Regions from separate parts of the Danio rerio genome. Here region 1 is linked to region 2. The links are chromatin contacts, called in public Micro-C maps. All regions are on one chromosome and are shown on one strand. Each heading gives the region's core, a stretch centred on a gene start, on an enhancer-like site or on the middle of the called end of the contact. The rest is flanking DNA. Distances are from core to core; before and after follow the strand shown.

The links. Hi-C and Micro-C count contacts between places; a contact is called where the count stands out from the background.
Region 1: a contact with region 2 is called in a Micro-C map of caudal fin, with 4 times the contacts expected there. The contact joins the promoter of wnk1b here to the enhancer-like site in region 2. A contact is called at or near these places in 4 of 18 Hi-C or Micro-C datasets (caudal fin, embryo, hematopoietic stem cells and 1 more) and 2 of 4 datasets of contacts at active chromatin or transcription factors (caudal fin and gastrula embryo).

The regions. Positions count from the first base shown.
Region 1 is chr4:8,640,121-8,646,055 of GRCz12tu, forward strand. It overlaps wnk1b (WNK lysine deficient protein kinase 1b), which reads right to left and starts at 2,314. Exons shown (of 26, transcript XM_073947021.1): 1 at 1,708-2,314; 2 at 1-136. LOC141381588 (a long non-coding RNA gene) reads right to left here. Exons shown (of 5, transcript XR_012401884.1): 5 at 4,894-5,639.
Region 2 is chr4:8,591,887-8,597,946 of GRCz12tu, forward strand. wnk1b (WNK lysine deficient protein kinase 1b) reads right to left here. Exons shown (of 26, transcript XM_073947021.1): 4 at 1,338-1,558. Among named protein-coding and RNA genes, the nearest start is that of wnk1b, 48 kb to the right of the region's middle. Within about 2 kb of position 4,730, at least 4 of the 62 cell types and tissues checked have an H3K27ac peak or open chromatin away from gene starts, as enhancers often do. A contact at or near this core is called in caudal fin, where this site is marked.

The DNA.
Region 1 (5,935 bases), core at 1,064-3,563, 46 kb after region 2:
TCCTGCAGTGACCCGGAGACAGCCGTCATTGGGCATAAGGAACCTTAAAAGGAAAAAGGGCAAAGGCCTTGATGTTCTTCAGACCTTCAAGGTGCAGGAAACCTGGCTCCGAAACCCAAAACCAGGTTCAGATGTACTACAAGAGACATACAAAGAACATATTATTTTAGCTTTCACATTTATTTAAGCATTTAAATCTTTTCTAAAGGTATAGTTCGCCTAAAACTGATGCTTTACTAGCTACTCTCAAGTAGGCATGGGCCGGTATAAGATTCTGATGGTTTGATAACCTTGGATTTAAATATCACGGTTTCAGGGTATCACGGTATTGTGATTACTGCTCTAAAATATATTGTTTTTAAATGTCTGGGTAAAAAACAAAAACTTTTTTCTCTTTTGAACACAATATTTTTAAATTTGGGAAACATTTTTAAAAATTTGGAGCGGTAAACATGTCAGGCTAAATAATTCAAATGAATAATTGACTTCTGCCGTCTTCGTTTGTTTTAAAAACACAGATTTCTTTACTATTAAAAAAACAGCATCTTTGCATATCATTTCTGCTGGAGATACTGTTCTCCTAAACAAGTGAAAAATATATATATTAAAAATCCTTAATCATACCTTAGGAATGGTATAGCTGAAACTTTGCCAGTTTTAAAACCTTGACTTTTGACGGCGGTATACCCTAAAAAGGGTTATCATCCCATGCCTACTCTCAAGTGGTTACAAACCAGAGTTTCTTCTGTCGAACACTGAAGAAGATTTGTTAAGAAAAACTGTAAACCCGTAATGACTGACATCCGAAGAAGGAAAATCAAATACAATGGACAGGTTTCCAGCTTTTTTTTTAAATGTATTTAACAGAAGAAACTCAAACAGGTTTTGAACAAGTGAAGGGAGAGTAAATGATCAAATAATGGTAATTTGTGGGTGAACTATCCCTTTAATAGGTATGATTACACAACTGAAGACTGACACATAAAGAATAAACTAAGAAATGACAAATATTAACATATAACAACTAAAGACAGCCCTAACTGTTCATCATGTTAATAAATATTCACATTAAATGCAAATGTAGCAACATATTGGACTGTAGTACTGCCTTTACAGCGTTTCTCAGAATCATATGCCGACTCGTTTTCTCCGTGTCACTGCTTGGCTCAAGCCAACGATTCCCAGGCCTTTTTTTGGACACTGAGTCAGCCAGGTGTTCCGTTCCGATCGTAAAACCGTAAATTATATAATACATTGCGTCAAAATGTCAACAAAACAAAAACACGGCATGGCAGATGAACGCGTCTACTGCGCACGCGGGGGTCGCGAGACGGGTCGCCCTGGTTACGTGTGGTGGCCAGCTGAGATTTGGGGGATTTTTATAACTGTAAAGCACAACACTCAAAAGCATTTAGCAATTTTAAACGATTACAAGCAACACACAATGTAAGATGCGTTTATACAATGTTGTCAAGTGACGACAACCGTTGGTTCTTGAGGTCTCGAGTTTGCTCTTAAAATAACGTCGCGCACCTTTAATAACGTTTATTGAACAGGAAGCGCGTACGAATACACGCGCTTCCCACATACAACACAGCACATATACCGGGTGTATTTATCATGTCAACACACAATTATCAGATGGCTTATAGCTATCTACAATACATTTGGCTGCAATAAGTAAATAGGAGGCTGGCCAGCGATTACCTTTCGTATCGTCATATCCATTCCCCGCTGATGTAGACAAAGCGACAGCTGCAGTTGCTCGAGTTGACCGAGCGAATAATTTAAGTGAGATAATCGCCAAACTGTTACGAAGGCAAAATATGATGACGACTATAAACAAGAAAACATAAATCCAATAGATTTAAGTTAGCACAGCTTCGCGTTCATCGCGCTGTTTTGCTCTACAGGCCAAGTTCAACACGGGGCTGTTGAATCCAGCGCGATGTGATGGTTTTAATGAAATCGGTATCCAGCGTAACGATGATGTATCCCGTGATAAAACATCATGACAAATCACCAACAGTGTCCGGTTCCGGTGGACTGCACGCGGATCCGCTGAACCCACGGATTTTTCTCCCTTTCACGTGAACAATGCAACAACATCCACTGCAGTTTGCGTTCGCGGCTGTCGAACCGGCGAAATCGTTATCCTTACGCAGCAGCAGTCGACAAATGACATCCAGTAGTCTCCATATGCAGCATTCGGGGTTTGTCTGTTACTGCTGCTCTTGGTTCGGGTGGTGTTATTAAGACTCCAGTCTGTCACGTTGGTTTTAGCTCCGAGGCTGCTGCTGTCTACCCTCCCACTGAATACTGACAGCACAGCGCCAGCCGACAGTGGCGTGAAGCCGCCTGAAGAGGTCACTGTTTCCTTCCCGAGTCCATTTGTTTATTTATTTATTTGTTTGTTTCATTATTTGGGTAGATATTAAAAAAACATCATTTATTGTGCACTTCTTTTTTTTCATTAGAATATGCAAAAAAGTACATAAATTGGGATCATACAAATACAAAAAAAAAAAAAACATCAACAAAAAACCATAATAAAACAACTATAAAAAACAAAACAAATACAATATAGTCAGGTACTGTTAGGTGTGTGTGTGTGTGTGTGTGTGTGTGTGTGTGTGTGTGTGTGTGTGTGTGTGTCCATGTAAAGGTAACTTGGTGGAAAGGTCAGATTACATACATTAGGAACAATATCAGCCAATAAATGAATCAAGTATCGCAGATACAAGTAAAACAGATAAAAAAGAAACCAGTCAGAGTTAGGGAGTAACAACAATGCTTAGTAATGTATGATAGTAATAATGACAGTAAAAAGAAAGAAAGGACAACAGTAATAATAAATGACAATGATAATAAATCACAAGTACTACACTAACTACTACTACTACATAAAGTTTCTTATATTACAACTACTATTGCTGCTACTACAGTCACAACTACAACTATTACTACTATAATGTCTACTACTGCTGATACTACCACAACAATGACTATGTCATGAATGTATTTATTGTGCACTTCTGAATTTAATAAAAAGTATGGAGGATGAAACCTATGGATAATTAAACAATAAACAAATAAATATGTGAATAAATACATAAAATAATAAATAAATCCTCAAAGTCCTGCATAAATAAAACAATTAGTAAATATGCAAATAAATAAATTAATTAATTAACAAATCCTCAAAGTCCTGCATAAATAAAACATTAAATTAATATGCAAATAATTAAATTAATTAACAAATCCGCAAATTCCTGCATAAATGAAACAATAAATATGCAAATAATTAAATAAATTAATTAATTAATCCTCAAATCGATGCATAAATAAAACAATGAATAAATATGCAAATAAATAAATAAATTAATCTTTAAATCTCTGCATAAATAAAACAATAAATAAATATGCAAATAAATACATTAATTAATTAATTAATCCTCAAATTCCTGCATAAATATCCAACTAAATAAATATGCAAATAAATTAATTAATTAATTAACGAATCCTCAAATTTCTGTATAAATAAAACAATAAATAAATATGCAAGTTAATTAATTAATCAATCCTCAAATTCCTGCATGGATAAAACAATAAATAAATATGCAAATTAATTAATTAATTAATCAATCCTCAAATTCCTGCATAAATAAAACAATAAATAAACATGTAAATAAATAAATAAATATATATATATATATATATATATATATATATATATATATATATATATATATATATATATATATATATATATATATTTTTTTTTTTTTTTTTTTTTTATAAATATATATTAAAAACCACAAATTCCTGCATAAATAAATAAATAAATAGTGTGAGCAGACTAAAAATTAAACAAATTACACAGATGTTGGGGGAATAAGGAAATACTAAACTGAAAGTAGATTTTTTCCCCTTTCACACCACACTATTAATTATTTGTAAATTTATTTATGCAGGAATTTGTAGAATTATATATACATTTATTTATTTGTTTATTTATTTATTTATTTGTGTATTTACTTATTTATTTACTGTTTTGTTTATGCAGACATTTGTGTATAGTTATTTATTCATTTATTAGCAAATTTGTTTATTTAATGTTTTATTATTTATTTATTTATTTATTTATTTATTTATTTATTTATTTATTTATTTATTTATTCATTATTTTATTTATGCAGGAATTTGTAGATTTATTTACTCATTTATTTATTTATTTGCATGTTTATTTCTTTATTATTTTATTTATGCAAGAATTTGTAGATTTATTTAACTGTAATTTCTAAACAATATATTTTTTTTTCGTATTTGTTTATTTGTTTTTGCAGGTTTTATCCTATAAATATAAATAATAATAAACAAATGATTTAATAAACAAATAAATGCACAAATTCCTGTATAAATAAAATAACGAATAAATAAATATGCAAATAAATATATACAATTTACAAATTCCTGTATAAATAAATATACAAATAAATATTAATAGTGTAGGCTGATAAATATTTAAATAAATTACACAAATGTGGTTGGAATAAGAAAATCAGCCTGCAGTATTAATTAATTCTGCATTTATTTATGCAGGAATTTGGGGATTTATTTACTAATTTATTTATTTGCTTATTTATTTATTTATTTATTTATTTATTTATTTATTTATTTACTTGTTTATTTATTTGTTTGTTTGTTTATTAAATTAATTATTTTATTAATTAATTTGTTTGTTTGTTTGTTTTTATTTTTTGAGGGAATATTGCAAAAATACATTACATTTTGTGCTTTTCTGAATTTAATAAAAGTATGAGAGTATTTTTTTATCAAGTTGTTTGTATCAAATTATTAATATTGTTTTAAATATACAGCAAGCACAATAAATGCAAATAATGTCAACTTTAATATTTCAAATACACAAAATACACATCATAAAAAGTGCCATCATCATTCATCATAACATATATTTATGAAAAAAGAAACTTTTTTCTGATCTGATTCCAAATGACAATTAATGACAAATAATAATGAATATTCTTATATAAGTAGTCTTGTGATCCTCAAATATAATTTTTTACTATGTCATCAACTAATTTTTGTCAAATTTTTGGCCATATATAAACTATTATTACACTGAATGGCATTTGTGTCTTCAGATTTATTCTCTTTGCTCAGAAAGAAAATTTAAACATTTTGAAGTCCAGGAATATTGCTATAGTGTACCCGTTATAACCCAATATATTTGTTTTTCTTCTTTATATTTCTGAGAAGGATCTTTCGTAACATCACGGATTCTCCATGGAGGCCCTGCTGCTACCCAACACCACCTGTGAGGTCCAATGATGGGCAAAATCGAGTAAGACAGTAAGGTGTCGAGATCACGGTATGTGTCTTTGACTGAACCCCGAGAGGCTGTTTGTTCTGATGCACTGACGGGGAAGGGTACACTTAGTTCCCCCCTTCCCAAATAAAGGCAGTGATTAAGCTGTGTTGACATACAGGTCAATTGAGAGCATCTGGAAATTTAACACTCGTCTGAGTAAGAAAGGGGTTGTTCTCCCCAAAAATATAAATAAAAAGGTGTCATCATTTACTCAAGCGGTTTCAAACCTTTATGAGTATCCTTTTTTCTGAAAAACACAAAAGAAGATATTTTAAAGAATGTCAGAAACCTGTAACCAGTGATTTACAGTACATTTACTCTATAATAGAATCTATAATAGAATGTTCTTATGATTTAAGACACAATAAAATGCCATTTAGTCTAATAAGAGTTTATATATACCAGAATAAAAACAAACACATACTAGAGAAGCCAATGGTTACAGGTTTCAGGTGAACGATGAAAATATAAATAAAAATGTTTCATCATTTACTCAAGTGGTTTCAAACGTTTATGAGTTTCCTTTTTAGGTTAAACACAAAA
Region 2 (6,060 bases), core at 3,480-5,979:
GGAGCAAAAGATATGGAGATAAAGAATAAAATAAAAAAAAAAGAGGAAGGGGGAAAACCGGCCTCAGTTATTTAGCAGTGAAAGAATCCAGTTTTTCTCTGCAAGGCCTTCAGATCTGACTAGCGCACAAAGCAGCCAAGCGATATTATGCAAACAGGAAGTTGATTTCAGCCAGACGCACGTGCACATTGGTGCAGGTTACTTTCAGAGCTGCCTGATTGGCTCCAGAACGGTGTTTATCTTTACAACACATTAAAATGGGGAACCGGACAGCGGTGGGTGACTAGCTATGGAACTTGATCCATGTAAACAACACAGTTATGGAAAACACATGACCGACTCACCTTTCGACCAGCCTGTAATGAGATAAGGTTAAGCAGGTGAAAGCACAGAGCAAGGCCATAGCTAGTGACAGGAGAAACTGTTGTGTGCTAGCCGCGTTAAAAGGCCTCACACAGAAAAACGAGTTATAATATCGATTCATATTTGAAATATTTCCGGTTTTTTGGGCATAGGTTTGCTTGTTGACTTACCACTTACTTGCCATTTTTAGCATACTTACTGTCTGAACTGCAGGACATTAAATAATCCATACAGTGGAGTGAGACCAGCTGAGATTACAGCCCTACAGTTTAAAGGAAACAATTCTCAAAACCAGGAAAAAAAAAAAAACAACTAAAAAGAAAATAAAAAAAGGAAATAGAGAGAAAGAATATGTATGGCAATATCTAAACCATCTGAAAGGACGAACGAGGGGAAAAAATCTGATGAGGCAATCAGGGAAACCTTTGGAAAAAGACGTTAAGATATTACTGACAGCAAGAGAATCTCTAGGACTGTAATAATCATAGACCACAGGTTCCAGACCAAAGTGATTATTCGGTTAATATTGTGTGTGAAAGATCCCCGCAGCTATCAAACTAACAAGCGCATGAGGCTTTGTTGTTACTCTTAATGCGTATATTACCCAAAACACCCCAAATTTTATGGAAACTTAAAGTGCATTTATAGGCCAATAAGTTTCAGGTGGGAAACAGCAGGATCTAAAGGTGTTCCCCCTGATTTACAAGAAGTTCTCCTCTGGTTTTCCCCGGTCTACACCCCATATTAAACCCAGTGCCCTTGGCTGGCTGGAAAACTGTGATCTAAGGTGAACAGTGTAGCTAAGAGCTACAGCATGCCTTAAATTTCTCCACATAAGTGATAGCAAATGCCCCACCTTCCCGATTTCACCTCATCATTAAAACAAGCAGTGACTTGACACATATTTTGGATAGCATATGGTGAACTGAATTGGAAGATGGGGAAAGCAAGAAAGTTCTAGTGCTGGGTCATACCTATGACGCTTTTAGCGAACGAAGAACGCTTGAGGGTGGCCAGGCCCAGATCACCGATCTTTACTGAGCCGGTGGGTCCGGTGATGAAGATGTTGTCACACTTCAGGTCCCGGTGGATGATTGGTGGAGCCCTGGTGTGCAGGAAGTGCAGGCCCTTCAGGATTTGTCGGCACCAGCTTCGCAACACCTTTATCTTCATCACCTTGAAGCGTTTCAGATATCTGAGGAACAAAAAGATTGGACAATTATCCCGATGTTCTTCTTCATTGGCCAACCACAAGGATTTTAGGACCTTGACATGAGTAAAAACAAACAGCAAATGTATAAACAGAAGATGATATGAGTTTTTTCAAGTCTGCTGTCTTGAAAAAACATTTAGACCAAGAAGAGAGTGAGTAAACGCTGTACTACACAGGGTAGAGTTGCACCTGCTCTTTTAAGTTCTTGCTTAAACTGTAAAGTCCACAGTAGAGGCTTAGAAGCTACTAGCTAGTTTGTAACTAAACCTGTTCTTATTTTGGTTGCACCACATGCTTTTAAGGCAGAATGTACTTAGTAAGTTGTAAGCTCTTCGTAAAGTAGTGCGGTCGCACTGAATGATGTAATACGCTTATTTCACGCAGCCGCCATTTTAAAGAACCAAAGCAAGGCTGCGGTGGGAAGAAACCTTGAAGTATAGGACCAGCACTGTGAACATTGCAGCAACATGCTGTGGACTACAAACCTCCAGCTGTTGCCGAGATTTTAAAATGCAGAAATGGTGTAAACCATCACTTTGATATTAAACAGTAAGTTTAATTTAAAAAAATAAAAGCAAATTAGGCATCAAACAACATCACAATCTCTGTAAGAGTAATATGCTCAAGTGTCCTCCAAGGCTTCAATTCATGGCACCAGTTAAACACCGTGGGGACGCTTTCCTGCTTCAGCCTATGTAACCCGGTGAGTGATAAAACACTGCAGTCCTCCGTAGCACACCCTCGTGTTGTCTGTAATAGTGTTGTCCCGGTACTGAATTTTTAAAACCAGCTAACATTGAAGCGCAGCGGAGTGGGGATAACTCAACTGATCTTCATGGCTGCTTCGCACTCCAGTCTTCGTGTATCTGTGTTTGCACTCAGTTTACCGCTCTTCACCCAGTGCAAACACAGATACACAGAGACTGGAGCGCGAAGCAGCCATGAAGATGTCGAGTCATCAAGCAGATCGCTCGGCTCGTCTGTGTTTGAGCTCAGTAAACAGCGGTGCGTGAAATGATGACCTTCTCGGCCAATCACAAGCATTTCTGTCGACCACGTGAACAAAGGGAAATCAGCGCCGTTTTAAGAAAGCCATCAACAGTGCCTTAAATGTTAGGGCGAAATTTTTCATCTAATTCAGTATTGTGACAAGTTTAATATAGTGAAAGAATCGGTTCATTAATTCGAGTTTGATAAATGGCATCTAAAACGTGTGTTTGAGAAAGAAAATGATAGCTAACTTGTGCCATTTTCCTTTACTTAGCTGAAAGTGAGCTTTGATATCCCTTTTTATTTTTACCATTCATTCAGATCGGACATTCGGGTCACTCGGAAGGCGGTGGAATAAAACATTTGTGTCTCTTTACCTTCGCTGATAAGATATACAGCCAAGCACATAACGTTCCTGAGCAACTCTCAACGATACTTCCGGGTTTCTTCCCAACGCAGCCTCGACTTGGCTTTTAAAAATGGCAGCCAAGTGAAATCAGTCTATAACCAATAAGAAGCTTTCAAATTGTTAGGTTTCAAAACATAGTTCTGCTTTGATATATGTTGCTCCAATAAAACCACGACATGGCCACGGTCTGGAGATATTATAATGTTGATGACTACAACATTGTCATATCAAACTGTAAAATATGTAAACTTTGGATTGCTGCCTGGTGTTTTAAGTTGAGGTGCTGTCTGTTTTTATATTAGATTACTTTTTATATTTACTGTTTCACTAAAGTCCAAAAGTGAAGAATTGATGTCATTTATTACTCAAGCTACGTCACAGAAGTACTCTGTTTGTTAAGAGAGTTGTTGAATGTTAAAATAAGGTGAATTAAATTAAAAATAAAGATCATCCGGGATCTGTTTCTTTACTCTTCTTTTTTTATGTATTATAGAAGTATCAGATTGGGTTTCGGGAACTTGGGGAAAAAAAACTGATCGGGACATTCCTACTAATCTCACTGTCATTTCTTTTCTAATGTTATACATTGGCTGCTGTAAATATTTAACTGGAAAATAGAGTTACGTTTAATGTTATACATTGGCTGCTGTAAATATTTAATTGGAAAATAGAGTTGCGTTTAATGTTATACATTGGCTGCTGTAAATATTTAATTGGAAAATAGAGTTACGTTTAATGTTATACATTGGCTGCTGTAAATATTTAATTGGAAAATAGAGCTACGTTTAATGTTATACATTGGCTGCTGTAAATATTTAATTGGAAAATAGAGTTGCGTTTAATGTTATACATTGGCTGCTGTAAATATTTAATTGGAAAATAGAGCTACGTTTAATGTTATACATTGGCTGCTGTAAATATTTAATTGGAAAATAGAGTTGCGTTTAATGTTATACATTGGCTGCTGTAAATATTTAATTGGAAAATAGAGCTGCGATTAAACTAAGTTAAATGGTGCAATACAAAGCTATTTAGTGGTGCGCAAGTTGTAAAGTAGTGCATCTTTACATCTTAACTTTCACATTGCTGGTGCAACCGGCCCCCAGCCCATTAAGATCAGTGCATATGAGAATCAGGCGGAATTAAACGATTACACAAAGATGGGTCTGGAAGCAACCATACTGACAGTTGCATTCTCTTCTATTACACAGCAGTAGTCCCAGATAAAAGAGAGGACAACAGCATGTGAAGACGGTGGTACAGCACTTTCGTTAGATTAGCTTGGCCTAATCAAATCTTGGAGCTGAGCCACAGCCAGGATTTGGCCATGTAATCCTCATTACAACAATCTACTCAGTTCAGGCACCAATACAGTGGGAGCTGGGTACCCTTTATCCCATAATGCCCTAGGTGAAGATGGGCACAAGCAAAACTTAAAGGCATAGTTCACTCAAACATGACATTTTACTCATTATTTACTCACTCTTGTGTGGTTTTCAAACCTTTGGACCTTCTGTTGAACACAAAAGAAGATATTTTGAAAAACTCTGAAAGTCTGTAATAATTGACTTCTATGGTAGAAGGCAAAGGCTACAGTTTTTTTTTTTAACAAATGAAAGTCAAATAGGTTTTAAACAAGTGAGTAAATGATGACGGAATTGTAATTTTTGGGTGAACTATCCCTAACATATACAGTAGCACGGTTGACTCATTTGTTATAGGGTGTGACATGGTTGTCTAGAGGAGAATCGGATAACTGATTTTACAGATGTTTACGGATGACTGTTATTGTGACTCATGAATCAAATTCTTTCCCCTTCCTTTTCCTCTTCTCATAGTAAAAGAAAAAAAAATGGTTGATTAACATCAGATCAGCTTTTCCAAGACTGCTTGAGAGGAGATATGGCAAGCCGAGTGTTTTTGTGTAAACAGATAACATCTGTAGTTTGCTTAGTAAGACCGAAGCGAGCATGAGTAGTGCTTCGCCCAGCAGTCGGAGGTGGGTGGTGGTACAGGTCATCTTTGATGGAGTGTGCCAGCTGACTGACAGATGGGATCCGAGCCAAGGGTAAGTCCCGAGGCGATGCGGGTGCGAGCAACAAAGCCTGATTCAAAACGGTCTCATCACTCAACACACCCAGCAGCTCCCACAGAGCCTCAACAGGCTGTTCTCCAGCTACACCAACAACTCTCTCCACACTTCCAAAACAGTAAAGTCATTCAAAACAGTCTGTCTCTGACTTTATAAACAGTGAAACTCTTAAGAAAACATGCATTTTGATTTCGGATTTAACTGTAATGGAGTAACAATGCTTGAAGGGTCTGTTTATGTATGTTTCTATTCTAAATGAGGTCATAAAGGGCTGCCGTGGCCTAATGGTTATGACTTGGGATCCAAAGGTTGCAGGTTTGAGCACCAGCAGGGATTGTTGACATGGAGAGTAAACAAATATACCACTTAAAACCCCGGCTAAGGTGATTCCCTTGAGCAAGGCACCGAACCCCCAACTGCTCAATAGGCAGCTCACTGCTCTGGTTTATAAGTGTAAGGGTGCTTTCACACTAGCACTTTTGGTCCACATGACGTCAAAGTATGGTACGTTCAGCTAGTGTAAACGTGTCTTCCGAACTTGGGTGCTCACCCACGAACCGTACCCGAGTCAGCCTGAAAAAGGTGGGCCTGGGGTACGGTTCATCACTTCTTATTTAAACGCAATCGTATCAAAAAACGAAAGTGAACCGCCAACTGCACAACAATTTTTAGTTTTCATAACGTTCATTCGTGTGTGTATGTCTCTGTATCCCCTACCTTGGTGACAAGCGGGACTGACCCCGTGCAAACAGTGATAATGTCTGCTTGTCTTGAACAAAAACGACTTCTGCAGACACTGCGTGATGTTCTGAATGTTTTGAATATATTTTGCAGCAGATAGACGCACGTGGCTTTCTGTATTTTGGTTTTGGCAACAAAAGCAAAAGAATCAGTAGAAGCAGAATGATGTGATATGCAGACGTCTCCATTTTGGCGCTTTGCTTTCGTGGCCGCCACCTAACTTAATGACGAAAGCGTACCGGAGTTCAGAGG